Linked DNA regions of Takifugu rubripes: region 1 is linked to region 2. A link is a contact called in public Hi-C data. All regions are on one chromosome and are shown on one strand. Each heading gives the region's core, a stretch centred on a gene start, on an enhancer-like site or on the middle of the called end of the contact. The rest is flanking DNA. Distances are from core to core; before and after follow the strand shown. Region 1 holds the start of ercc4 (excision repair cross-complementation group 4). Region 2 holds the start of snx29 (sorting nexin 29).

Region 1 (6,056 bases), core at 843-3,342, 190 kb before region 2:
GCTGGAACGGAGCGACTCGAGCAGATTGAGGAAGGTTACACAGTCATACTGGGTAAGGTAAAGCGAGAGCACCCTCAACACCTTCAGATCATGGACTAGGGCCTTCGTTTTTGCTCCTAGCTGGTGCCACAAGGGGTCCAGATAGTGACGGATAGTCTGAATGAGAGAATTTTTTAACATTTCGCATTTTACAAACGCAACCACATATAAACTCACATACAAATTAATAAAACTAGAGTCTAAAAAAAATGTATTTCCAGTTTTTCAGGGAGTGCTGCAAAGGTTGCGTTGCAGAGATATTTGATGTAGAAGCTTGAACATTTCTTTGGATTGGACAATTACAACGAAAAATCATTTGGGAAAGCATTGGGGCATTGCTTGTTTTTGAACTCCATACAAACCTTGTCAAAAGAGTTTCCTAATGTGCTCTCCAAAGAGAAGTCTTCAGCTTCCAGTGTAGGGTTGAAGCGTTTGAGTTCTTTCAGACAGGCACTCATGATCTCCAGGATGGCACTTTGGATGGCCCTCATAGCTGGTGTTAGTGACACATGGAGCTCCACAACCTCCGGCTTGTGCCGGTCCAGAGCTGTGTTAACTGAAGCTTGAAACCTGTGGCAGGATAACAGAGCCATTCAACCATATCTCTAAATATAGCTAATAACTCCTGAAAAAAAGCTGAAAAAGATATTCCAACATGCCTAGGCCACAAATAAAGTTTCTTGACAAAGAGGTTCCTCATCACACGTTCCACCTGGCAGAATCCAGAAGAGAATGCGGTGGCTTTGTCCGTGAAAGCTTTAATGAAGCCCGTCTTGTTCTTCTGTCTAAACAGACGAAGGATGAATGCCTCCTGACACGACTCAATGATTTTATGAGCACGATACACCAGGATTCCTGAGGGGCAGTACAAAAGATGGTAGTCTAATTTCAAGCACTACTAGTGAATGGTAACAATGATGCAAATAAATTCAAAAAGATAACATTTAAAACAGCTTACTACTCCTCTACCATGTATAGTAAAGTCAACATCTTATACTCTGATAATTTCCTCATATTACATTAATTATTTGGGCTGTTGGACTTCTGTTCTCATAGTGTACTTGCAAATGGATCATGCGCTGTGATGCCAAGGTTATAATTTTTACTTTGAAAGCTCCCAACCAGCAAAAATTACAGGATGTTAATTTTAGAAACCAAAAAATGCAAAATAATCTCATGAATACAAAATATGACAGAAAAGTTGCTCTTATTATTATTATTATTATGATGTCTTCTGACCTGTTATGAGCTGAGCAGGGATGCGGTCCGTCAGGAAGTCGACCACAAGAATTCTGCTGGTGACAAAAAGCACTCCTCCTTCAGTGTAAACATTATAGCGCTCAGTGTTCTGGATGTCACTGGTTACTGTCCTGGGCAGGTGGGTCACACCCTCCATACGCAGCTGCTCAGTAAAATACTCCTGTGGGCAAAAGGCTACACTTAGAGGAAGGATCTAAATTATATTGGTTGGTTAACAATGACAGTGTAAGGATCGATTTTCAACTTATACCCGACAGTGTGAGTACCATAGCAACCGTAGTAAAGCCATAGAGTTGTCATTCCTGAATGAAATAAAGCCATCACATATCTGCTGCGGTCAACTATGCTCATGACTTAGTGGTTCATTGTTGTCTGTGTGGTAAAATAAAATAATAACGTTTTCATCCAAACCGATTTGCATTATTTCACTATTCTTCAAAAAAAACAACCTCCTGTAACTAAAAAAGGCCCGTGTGTAGTAATGAAGGTACCTGTTCAGGTGTGGTCGTGTTGAGCAGAAGGACCAGGCTTCCCTGCTCTGAGTAAACCCGCATGAACTGCAGAAGGATGCGGTCAATCCCCATCCCCTCCGCCACTACCACAAGTCCATCACTACCAAACAGACTGAGAAACATCTCGGTTTCAAACTCCAGCAATGGACCCGCCATGTTAGCAGAGCTTTTTCTGCGAAAAAATATATTTGCTTTCGTTTAAAAACACATTAAATGTCAGCTAACTGTACCAGGCACCATTGAAAGGCTACAGTTATCTAATGTTTTGAAAAGGCATCCGGTCATGTGACACCAAAAACGTTCACAAAAACTACACATTCAGTAATGATGCCTCTGCCGCCGCCCAGCGGCACGGAGTAGTACAGCAGCTAAAAAATAGCTCAGCATAAAACACATTTAAATGGAAATTATTGGGTTTTTTCGCAGTTTTGATTTTGTAAACAAATCGTGTTCTGTTACTTTCTATACAAGTAAAATTTACAAATTCTTGAAAATGATTTCAAGAATGTGTATCAAACTCAAGGTGGGACCAGTGATTTGATTGAGCTGCAATGTGGGGCGAAAAAAACACAATGGTAAAAGAAAATGGATCAACTAAATCAATCAGGTAGTACCATCCAAAATGGAAAATAAAATAAAGTAGGACAATTTCGGAAAAGTGGACATGGACCCCAGAAAAAAGGGCATCAGATGCATAACTGCTAATGAGCCCATGTCACTATAAACAATTAAATTTATCCATATTTTATAATATTGTGACAATAAACTTTGGAGGCCCTCAGCCGGAAATGTTTCTGGTACATCAATCAAGTACATACCAAGTATCAGTAAAGCCGTGGGTGATGACCTACAGTCTTTAGGTGTGTTGCTCAGATGCTGTGTAGAATGCTGAGTCACAATATTTCCAGTGTCTGTGCTAACAAGTACCATCATAATAAGTTATTATGATTTTATTATTCAGTCAGCACAGCGGCTGTGGACATTTGGACAGGGGCACTGGCCCCTGTAGGCCCCATTTAGAGTGTGTGTCAGCCAACATCTCTGTGGCGTAACAGAGAAGAGGTCTGTGTTCATGAAAGACAACGCACAAGCACCAACCGCTCATCCCTCATCTCACTCTCACAGGCAGACTTCCCCATCGTAGATTTGACATTTATGAATACAAACAGGTTCCTGTGACCTCTAAATCTCATTTCTTGTAATGGACATGTGTTTTGAAGAACGCTACATGGCTGACTTTAAATATCTGGACAATAACCTAATTAATTCCAATGTTATTTTCCGTGAAATGATTCAACGTTGCCCTCAAAAACAGCTATAATTAATACACTGGAGTGAGTGTGAACTTTCAAAAGACAGATTTGGAAATTAATAAGCACATGAATTAATGCCCCAACAGACTGTCTCCTCCATCACTGATGAATTTAATTAATATCGTCAACACGTCAAAGATAAAAAAAATATGAAAAATTCATGCTGCCAAAGCTCTGAGCAATTCACAAATGTGCACCCACAATTAGACTGCCACAATAATCCAAATGTGAAACTACAGAATAGATGCACCAATCTATCGTGGTGGATTTGCGCCTTCGATTATGCAGCCAGGATCAGCCGACGTGAAAACAAGCCCAGTGACAGGTGAATGATTGACAACTATGCAGACAGAGCGACGGGTGGCTCCCTCTCCAAAAAGTCTGCAAACTTGTCACATTTCAGAAAGTCCTCACACAGTATCGCAAACGCTGGATTTTCGCAACGACCTGTAATATGTGTCTTTGAGTGAAATTCCTGACAAACTGCAGACATGCTGACTCAGGAGATACAGTGAGCGGGGAAGTTTAGAAAGCGCAGACGCTCTAAGATACACATCTACACACCTAAGATAACCCTGGAGGGAGCCAAGGCCGTGAAGCCGCCTCGCCTCTCCAGTGTGACACCGTGCAAGGTTCAACCCAACAGGCATCATGGAAAACTTGGAGGAATCGTTTCCAGCAGAAAAAAAAATTGAAATCTGACACTGCGGTTGCCTCAGAAATAGGAGGATTGAATCTTATATGTCCCGATAGCTGAGATTTGCCTGAAGTATGCACTCCATTACCCTTTTGTACATCTGTTGTGGGGTGTATGTCCTAAAGCGCATACATTAATTATAGCGATGTCATCCATTTGTGCTCTTGGCGGCACAGTCGATGTGCCATACCTTCTACTGCGCCAACAGCTGTTGGAAAAATCATGACGCATGATGGGACTGAGGGAGTACAGAACATCGGGTACATCTCCTCTCCCTTGAACTGCATCTAGGCTTCTGTGTACCAGCAACACGCTGCAAATCAAATGGGCGCAGAAGGAAATGAGGGCAATTTGATCGAAGGACATTTGATTGTGGTCGAGGAAGCAAATGATGTTGCTGAAACTTGTTCTTGTGCTGCTGTTTCACTATTCCTGTGTGTTTTTGTGGCTCTCTACTACTGCATTTTTTCTCCCATTCTGATGGTGTCTAACGGTTTCTCGCTAACACGAATCTATCAGCAGCTCTGACCTAATGTGGGAGAGTTAATGCAGGAAATAAGATCCTGATGGTAAATCTTTCTTGTGAATTTAGGCCAGTGGTCTTGTCAATGCAGAGCCTCCAAGCTGTGAGCTCTGCAGCATCAAATCAATGGTTGATTCCCAAGAAATTATCAGGTGGTTTGTTAAAGCAACAACACAACTATCAAGACATAATCCATTTTACCCCTCTTTCCATCAAGTCTAGTGCCATCTTTGTTAAAATGTGTACATTACTATTAGAAAGTATATGAATTAATTATGAATGCGTAACTCCAATTTGCTTTGTTGTGGGAGATTTTTGAGTCAAACATACTCATATCAGTCACAGAATGTCTCCAGTGCTTTATTTTACAGAAGGATCTCCATTCATTTCCAACAAAGTTACTTCACATCTCAGTGACGGTAAGAGAGCGAAGCTAAAACTTACAAAATGATTAACAAAAGACGGGATTTATTTATGGTGATAAATCGATGCAGTGCCACAGTTTGACCTATAGAGGACAGTAAAGCGCTGCTTTTGTCTCGCGTCAGAGGTGTCCAAATCTAGGAAGGACTGGTCGTCTGCCACTCCTCAAAGATCGGACTGCAACTTCAGCTCGGGATAAAAACATGAGGCATGCAGCTGGGATAAACAAAGAAGCAGCAGCAGCAGAGAGAGAGAGCATAACTATTTCTCTTGTTCTTAGACTTCTATGGTATGTAAATTCAATGACATGATGCATAAATACATTCGGAGGAACCAGCGCGTTTCTATTCTGCAATTGTTGGCAGGTGTGAAGGGAAATGCACTAGGAAAAGAGTCAAATCTGCTCTAATTTGCATAAAGATGAGTAAAAGTGTGTGTTTGGCAGCTGAAGCGCATCTAGACATTGTGGTGTGTTGGAAATGAGAAGGGAATAGTTTGCAATTAATAGCAGGCTGCAAGTCAAAAATAAGGTATTTAATGCAGCCCGCATGACTGTATGTGTAAGTGAGGGACACACACACATACACATGCGCACAAAAAAAACCCAACTAAAGGTCTGTCACATCCTCCCAGGCCTCATTAGCAAAAAAGAGAGACGCAGCAGGGTTTTGTTGTAAATGGAGGGCTGTGCCTGAGAGCAAACTCTGCTCGGAGGGCCAAACTCAAAGCCTCTAGCACGCACGCACACACACACACACACAAAGAGTGAAGAATAGCATCCTGCTGAGAGTCGCATTAGAAAATTGATGCCAGTTCCATTTTGGCAATTACCAGACCAGGACGAGTCATCAGTTAGCAAAGCACAGGAACTGGAATAGAACCAGTCAGAGAAGCTGTCCTTGCTGTGACAAAAACTAGCCAAACTACCAATTCATTGTAAATCAATCATTTTAGAGAGTGTTAAAGATTCCCTATGGCCTGTGGCTCTACTGACTTGAAAGATCAGCTATTGTATGTTGCAGGTTCCAGCCCATATGGTCGCCCACCCACTCAGCTGCAACACATGGATCAAACACGCCACAGAGAAGAACTCTGTCTCTTCTGTAGAAATATCAACAATAATAACGCTGAGAGCTACCTTTGGGATGGACTCTAATTTAATTGCCACATTGTATCCCAGAAGCTTTACAAATTCAGGATTTTTCACTTTGAAAACAACAAACTCCAGTTTTCACAAATGTACCATGAGCTCTCGGATTCCACTTCGGGTTGAAACGAGCACCTCTGGG
Region 2 (6,151 bases), core at 1,101-3,600:
ATGTACCATATTTAGCTGTACCATACAATATTTAGCGAACTGTTCAACTTTAATTTCTATGATGATGTCACACCGCAGTTCTATTGTCTTACTTGGCTTAATCAGAATATATTTAAATTCTGGAGTCAATGTAGAGCTGAAAAGCAAGTTTATAAGTTCCCGACAAACCCTGGAGGATGCTTCCCTTTAAATTGACCTCAGCAAGCATAGCCAAAGAGGAGCCTTTTATCTAACTTGTGTTTACCCACTCAGTGCTTAATCAATGCATTTGAATTAGAATATAATGCTAAAGTGCCGCCACTTTATTTGCACTTAAGTGGAGCATGGGCAACAGTGAGCAGCAGTGTTTTGAGATCAGCATTCGTACCTCCTTCGTTCTTGCTGCTGAGACCGGCAGCCTGTTTGAGGGCAGCGGCGGTGAGAGCCAGGCCTCGACTCTTCTTCAGGCCATGCTGCAGCACGGCTTCAAACTGTGCACACAGACAGATGACCCTGAGCAGAGGGGGGAGACAGTAGTGCATGAGGAGCTGTATGCATATACGAACCTGAGTAGTTCAGGAAATACGATTTTTATCATAACTAGGTCGCAAAATACTGATACACTCATCAGATTATACCATTCGTTTTAACAGATCTCTGGTATTTTATCATGTTTGTAAAGTCCCATTTTTATATTCTAAAAAAATGAGGTATAATATGAAGCAAGAATTGAATACACAGCTAAAAGTGACCTGAAACTAAAAATAGTTTAAATGGAGAATAAAAGCAGTAATAATAGTGCTGTTTTACTTTATCACCCATGATGGGTAAAATAGAAATAATTAGAACAATAACAACAGGCAGCATCTTTTACCTGCTGTCTGAGTCTGTGGCGATTTCCTTTCTCCCTCCAAAGCGTATTTGGCACTGGAAAAGCACGAGAATGTTCACCAAATAGTCAGCACTCACGAAACAGGATCCTAAAGACTGCAGCTGATGCAGACATACAGCAAACTCAAGCAGCACAGTTTGACCAGTGGCTGGAACATTTGGAACAGTAATTACAGTCACATGTTGTCAGGAGAACGAGCAACTTTGTGCCATTCTAAAAAAGTAAGCAACTGTGAATGCGGTGTCTACCCGCCATATCTTCATTAGCAGATTCAGATGGTTTTACTTCCTCTACTGCTGGGGGTGGGGGGGGTGGGGGGGGGGGGTTTCCCAGGACAAACAGGAACTAGAAGCTGTATTTTGGTCAAATCTTTTGTTGACCAATAATCATTTATGGTGCAGAAAGAGATAGATGAAAATATCCTTAAAAATGAAATGTTTTTATATTATAAACATATTCTGACTTTAAAAATGGTTTAATTGAGCGTGGTTTCGGAAAAAAAAAACCATAAGTATGAGGCGGCTCACCTGTTTGACAGCGTCCAGCAGCCTCTCCAGGAGGTGCTGTCTCTTGGCATCACTCTGCTGAGTTTCTGCTGAAGTTGACATGAAACAAATTCAGTTTGCTGACATGTTTAGTTGATCCCTGTGACAGAAGCACTTGGTCCGACAGAACAGCATCTGAGCTGAGCAAAACCACTTTAGAGTAATGACAGTGATGCTTATCACTGATTTCATTATGTTGTTATTATCAGGATATGATGTGAGTTGATTTATGGGCAAGACAAGTTCTTCATTTGCTTCAATCTAGAAATGAATTTTACAGGTCATTTTATTTACTTGTCTTAGCATCAAAAGTACATAATTTCCAGAACGACGTTTTAATGCTATTGTTAAAGTGGTATATCCATTGGTGATACTCAAATTTCAACAAGCCATTTTCCAAGAGTCTGAGATCAGAAGCTAATAGATCAGTTTCAAAGTAAATTATGTCACTTGAACGAGTGGCAAAGTGAATAAAATAGCCAAACTCACCGTTCATCCCGACTGTCACACTCCGTTACAGAGACGGTCAAACATGTGACCTGTCCCCGGTGCAGCTGGAGGACCAGAGGCTAGCTAAACACCGGGGCCATGATGTCTCTGTGGCCGAGCTGGACCCGCCCAACCGCGGCGCGAAGACTGATGCTCACGCGGTGAACAGAGAGGCCTGCCGGTGGTTAGGGTTAGGGTAGGGTTTTCGCAGTCTTCCGCAGCCTGGCAAGCAAACCTTGTACAAAACCCCCCCCAGAAATATAAACCGCCTCACAAAATTAGCCTGGGTGTGCATTCAGATAACCCCATTTGAAGTTTTGAGGGGAGAAATGCAAAGGAAATGAGTTAGCAGAGAGTAGCAGAGCTAAACTGAAACGCTGAACTGAAGTGACTGAGCCGTATCGCAGTCACGTGACAAAACACACACATGTCACATGGGAGGAAGTTCGCGAAGGGAGTTGTAGTCCATTATTAACTTTGAACAGTTATTAAAAAACTGACTAGTGGATGTGTACAATTAAAACAAAACAATCCGAATTTGAGGAAGTGGATAATGGTCTCTTAAAACTTTGCACACTGTTAACTGCTTTACTTCTGTAACTTATTTTCCTTATCAGCTGGATCATTGCAGAAAATATACAGTATTAAAATATGTAGCTTGAAATTAAAATGGAATGACTACTTCTACTGCAATAGCTGTACAACAGTACAACATTGCATAATACCATAGCATTGTAGAGTATAATACAAAATAAGAGGTGTCTATCAATGGTAAATACACTATACATTGTACATAATTCACTTTTAATAGTTTTACTTTATATTTTAGTGCCAGAAAATTTATTTAATATCAAATATGAATTAAATTCCAGGTAAAATGTCTGATTTACACAGCATGCATATATAAATACATATAGCTTTTAAATATGAAACTATCTGTGCTGTCCAGAACAGTATAACATACCTTTGATTGTATTTTTCGATAACTATTGCAATAATTCAATTTGAATGTACTTAGTCGGAAAATGACAGCAGAATTTTCTTTCATGGATGACTTTTGTTCCATCATTTATTTATGTTTTTTTAAAAGGCATCTTTAGTTTGTCTTGTTTTTCAATCCTGCAATTGTCCACATTAAGGAAATATTTTAATATCCAACACATCAGCACATTTTTACCTGCAGCTAAATTACTGGACATGTCACTGCACTTTTCTTTGAGCTATTTATTTGTATAATTGTACTGGTGAAACTTTTCTGCTGCAGGTGAGGCTTGAACTCACAATCTCAGCATCACTCTGCAGGTTACTGTTGTATAAGCACCACTGGGGCTGGGGGTCAAACGTGATATCCTGTCACTGATCGCTGTGATGCGTCACCTGATCTCTGTTTAGAAACCTCATGCAAACCATCTGTCCCACATGCATTTGTCACCATACACCTTAATCACATTAGTCCCCCAAACAGGGAGAATCTGAGAATCATGACAAAGATCTCAGGGCAGCCAACGGGCCTCAGCAGTCATAAATGCTGCTGTAACTGTTGTGGCATCAAAACACTAGTGGGCAATACTTTTGATTTGTAGGCTCACAGCTTTCTTAGTTTATTGCTCCCGTCACACTGCTCTGGGGGGTTTACAGCATAAATAACTGAGACAAGTTGCCTAACTGGTAAAACCTGGCTGCTCCAGATGAGGCTTGAACACACAACCTCAGCATCTCCCTGCAGGTTACAGTCTCGCAGGTACCAGGAACTGACCAGTGACACCACTAGAGCTGATTGGGGTCAGGTGACATGGTGAGGTTGGCCTTTGCCTGGACCAGCTTTAACCTGAGGTAGTGTGCCTCTGAAGTTGCACTCAACATGATGAAGCATCCTCACAATATAATAAAACACTGTGGGGAGGCTGTGACCCGTGACACAGGAAAACAGGCAGCACAGGAGATGCACGGCCTTGGTTGTCTGCGGAGTGAGATGATGTTGAACCAGCTCCAGTTTGCTGAATCATGATAAGAACACAGTACTGGTCTGCTCCTGTGGTGAAGCTGGTCAGCAGGTGCTACTTACCAGCAACCTGACAGCAAGTGTGTCTTTGCCATTTAACTAGAACGTTTGAAATGAATCATTTGGAATGTAAAACATTGGAGTAAATTTCTCGAAGTAGAGTTTAGGAATTTCAAAGGTTGAATTAAGAAAGCATGGTTTTGTGTTTTATGGTCTGTCAACTGCATAGATGGGAGTGTGAATGGTGGATGAATGCGTGTATTTAATCTTACTTTCTACTCATTTCTTTTTTTGAATAGTACAGTCTTGATTTCTCATAAAATTTGTTTTGTTCTCTGTACATTGACAATATAGTAAATCTGATCTTATCTGTTTTTATTCTACTCCAGGACATCCACATTCTGAGTAAGCACATTACAAAATAGTTTTTTTTGGAGAAATGCATCACTTATTTTTTTTTTTAAAAGTACATTTAATTAACAATTTTTAAATCTCAATATAAACATGCAGTAATTTCCAGTCGTTGGTCAGCTGTACCACATTCAACCACAAGAGGTCAGATTTATGCATCTTATGTTTTTTTCTTGCTTAGATTCTGATCACTAGTTTTTCATGCTAGTGACACGTTAGATTCCTGCCAGAATAAAGCAAATATATCACGGAGAAAAATTCCTTTAGATATTTTTATGTTCTAAACATTAGTAACAATAAGGAAATGAATTAAAATTGGAATGTTGCTCAAAGCTTTCACTGGTAGAAAAAATAACAACTTACAAACAACATTTTCTCCTTTTCAGACCAACTCACAATAAATAAAATATCACGATCTGTTCTGTATCTTTCCTTTGTCTTTAATAAAGTGATTTTCAAACAGAATTACTAATAGATTGAAATGCTGAACTGAAAAACTACTGTGCAAAATTCATTTGGAAAATGTAAACAATAGGTCATAGGTCACACAGTCAAATCAAAATAAACAATACAACAGAGTAAATCAATGATGCATTCAATCATTGACAAAGGAAAGTAAATCACAATTTAAGTCACAATTTGTCATTCCATAACGTTTAGTGCAGTTCTTTTCCCAGTCATTCCCTCCATTCACATACAATAACTTTGCAGTATAATTCATGTCAGCGTTGTCCAAAAAAATTGGAACAAATTGAACATTTACATCTTTAGGCGAACAAACAGTTGATCCAGCATTATTATGTAGAACCACTGAGCAGTCTGTTGTCCAGCTTTGCTCTAATGATTCAGTGAGCAGTTACCATCATACAGTTTAAACAGCCAAATCGATCAGCAGAATTATTGGCAGATAAAGTGAACCATGCTGAGTATTGACTGCAGAGCACTGACGCTCTCTACAAACATGCTCACCACGACACCAAGACAGCAGGTTTATCCGGCTGAAGAACAGCCCCTGAAGCATCCATCTGGGGTCAAAATTCACCAGATTTAAATGCTATTTGTCCCAATATGGAATATTTTTACACCCCAAATTTAAGAATAAGTAAATGACTCATGGATATTAGTTAAACTTTAAAATACATTTATGAGGCTCTGGAACTTGACAGCAAGTCATTTTTGGTGATGTAACAGTCCTTACTGGGAATGCAGGGGGTATTAAATGTTGTTCAGGTTAGTTTTCAACATGAATGTGAGGATCCAGGATTCACTGGCACAACACTCACCTAGAAGATGCAGAGAAAATCATGAATAATAAAATAAAATATAATAAAAAGTAGCTGACAGCATGACACAACACACCCTGGGCCAAAAAAGTGAGGGACAGACCTCAGAGCCAGGGTGTTTTCCAAGTTTTTAAATATTAACGTTGTTAAATCTCCGCTTTGTGGAGACACCTTTTTAAAATAATGGCATGTTTATATTATATGTATCTGTAGAATAAATAATTAAATAAGCGTGAAAAAAAATCCACAGTGTAAATAAGACTGGAACTGTATTCGTGTGAATGTAAAATGTTTATATTCACACAAATACAGTAACAGACAAATGATTTGTCTATTTACAGTCATCGTGTCTCGACTGTATAAATCCCAGCCGCTTTATTATGCCATGCAAAGTTCCCATCTTATCTGCCAGATAACGACATATGAGCCTTATCTGAACGAGCCGTGAAAGTTGTCTAATTATTACCAGTGAGTGAAATGCAAAATGAGCAGGAACAAAGAGAACTTCAGGGTCGGTGTCTCTGCAGGATCATCTCCAGATTTGGTGGGT

The links. A called contact is a pair of places that touch in the nucleus more often than the background predicts.
Region 1: a contact with region 2 is called in a Hi-C map of muscle, with 2.1 times the contacts expected there. The contact joins the promoter of ercc4 here to the promoter of snx29 in region 2. A contact is called at or near these places in 2 of 2 Hi-C or Micro-C datasets (muscle and an unstated tissue).

What each region holds. Positions count from the first base shown.
Region 1 is chr1:10,253,722-10,259,777 of fTakRub1.2, reverse strand. It overlaps ercc4 (excision repair cross-complementation group 4), which reads right to left and starts at 2,092. Exons shown (of 10, transcript XM_003961351.3): 1 at 1,791-2,092; 2 at 1,279-1,459; 3 at 699-894; 4 at 402-609; 5 at 1-156. The coding sequence starts at 1,967.
Region 2 is chr1:10,063,365-10,069,515 of fTakRub1.2, reverse strand. It overlaps snx29 (sorting nexin 29), which reads right to left and starts at 2,350. Exons shown (of 21, transcript XM_011604789.2): 1 at 1,906-2,350; 2 at 1,399-1,463; 3 at 854-906; 4 at 368-492. The coding sequence starts at 1,912. LOC115250495 (transmembrane protein 238-like) reads right to left here. Exons shown (of 2, transcript XM_029839209.1): 2 at 4,266-5,601. The coding sequence ends at 5,557.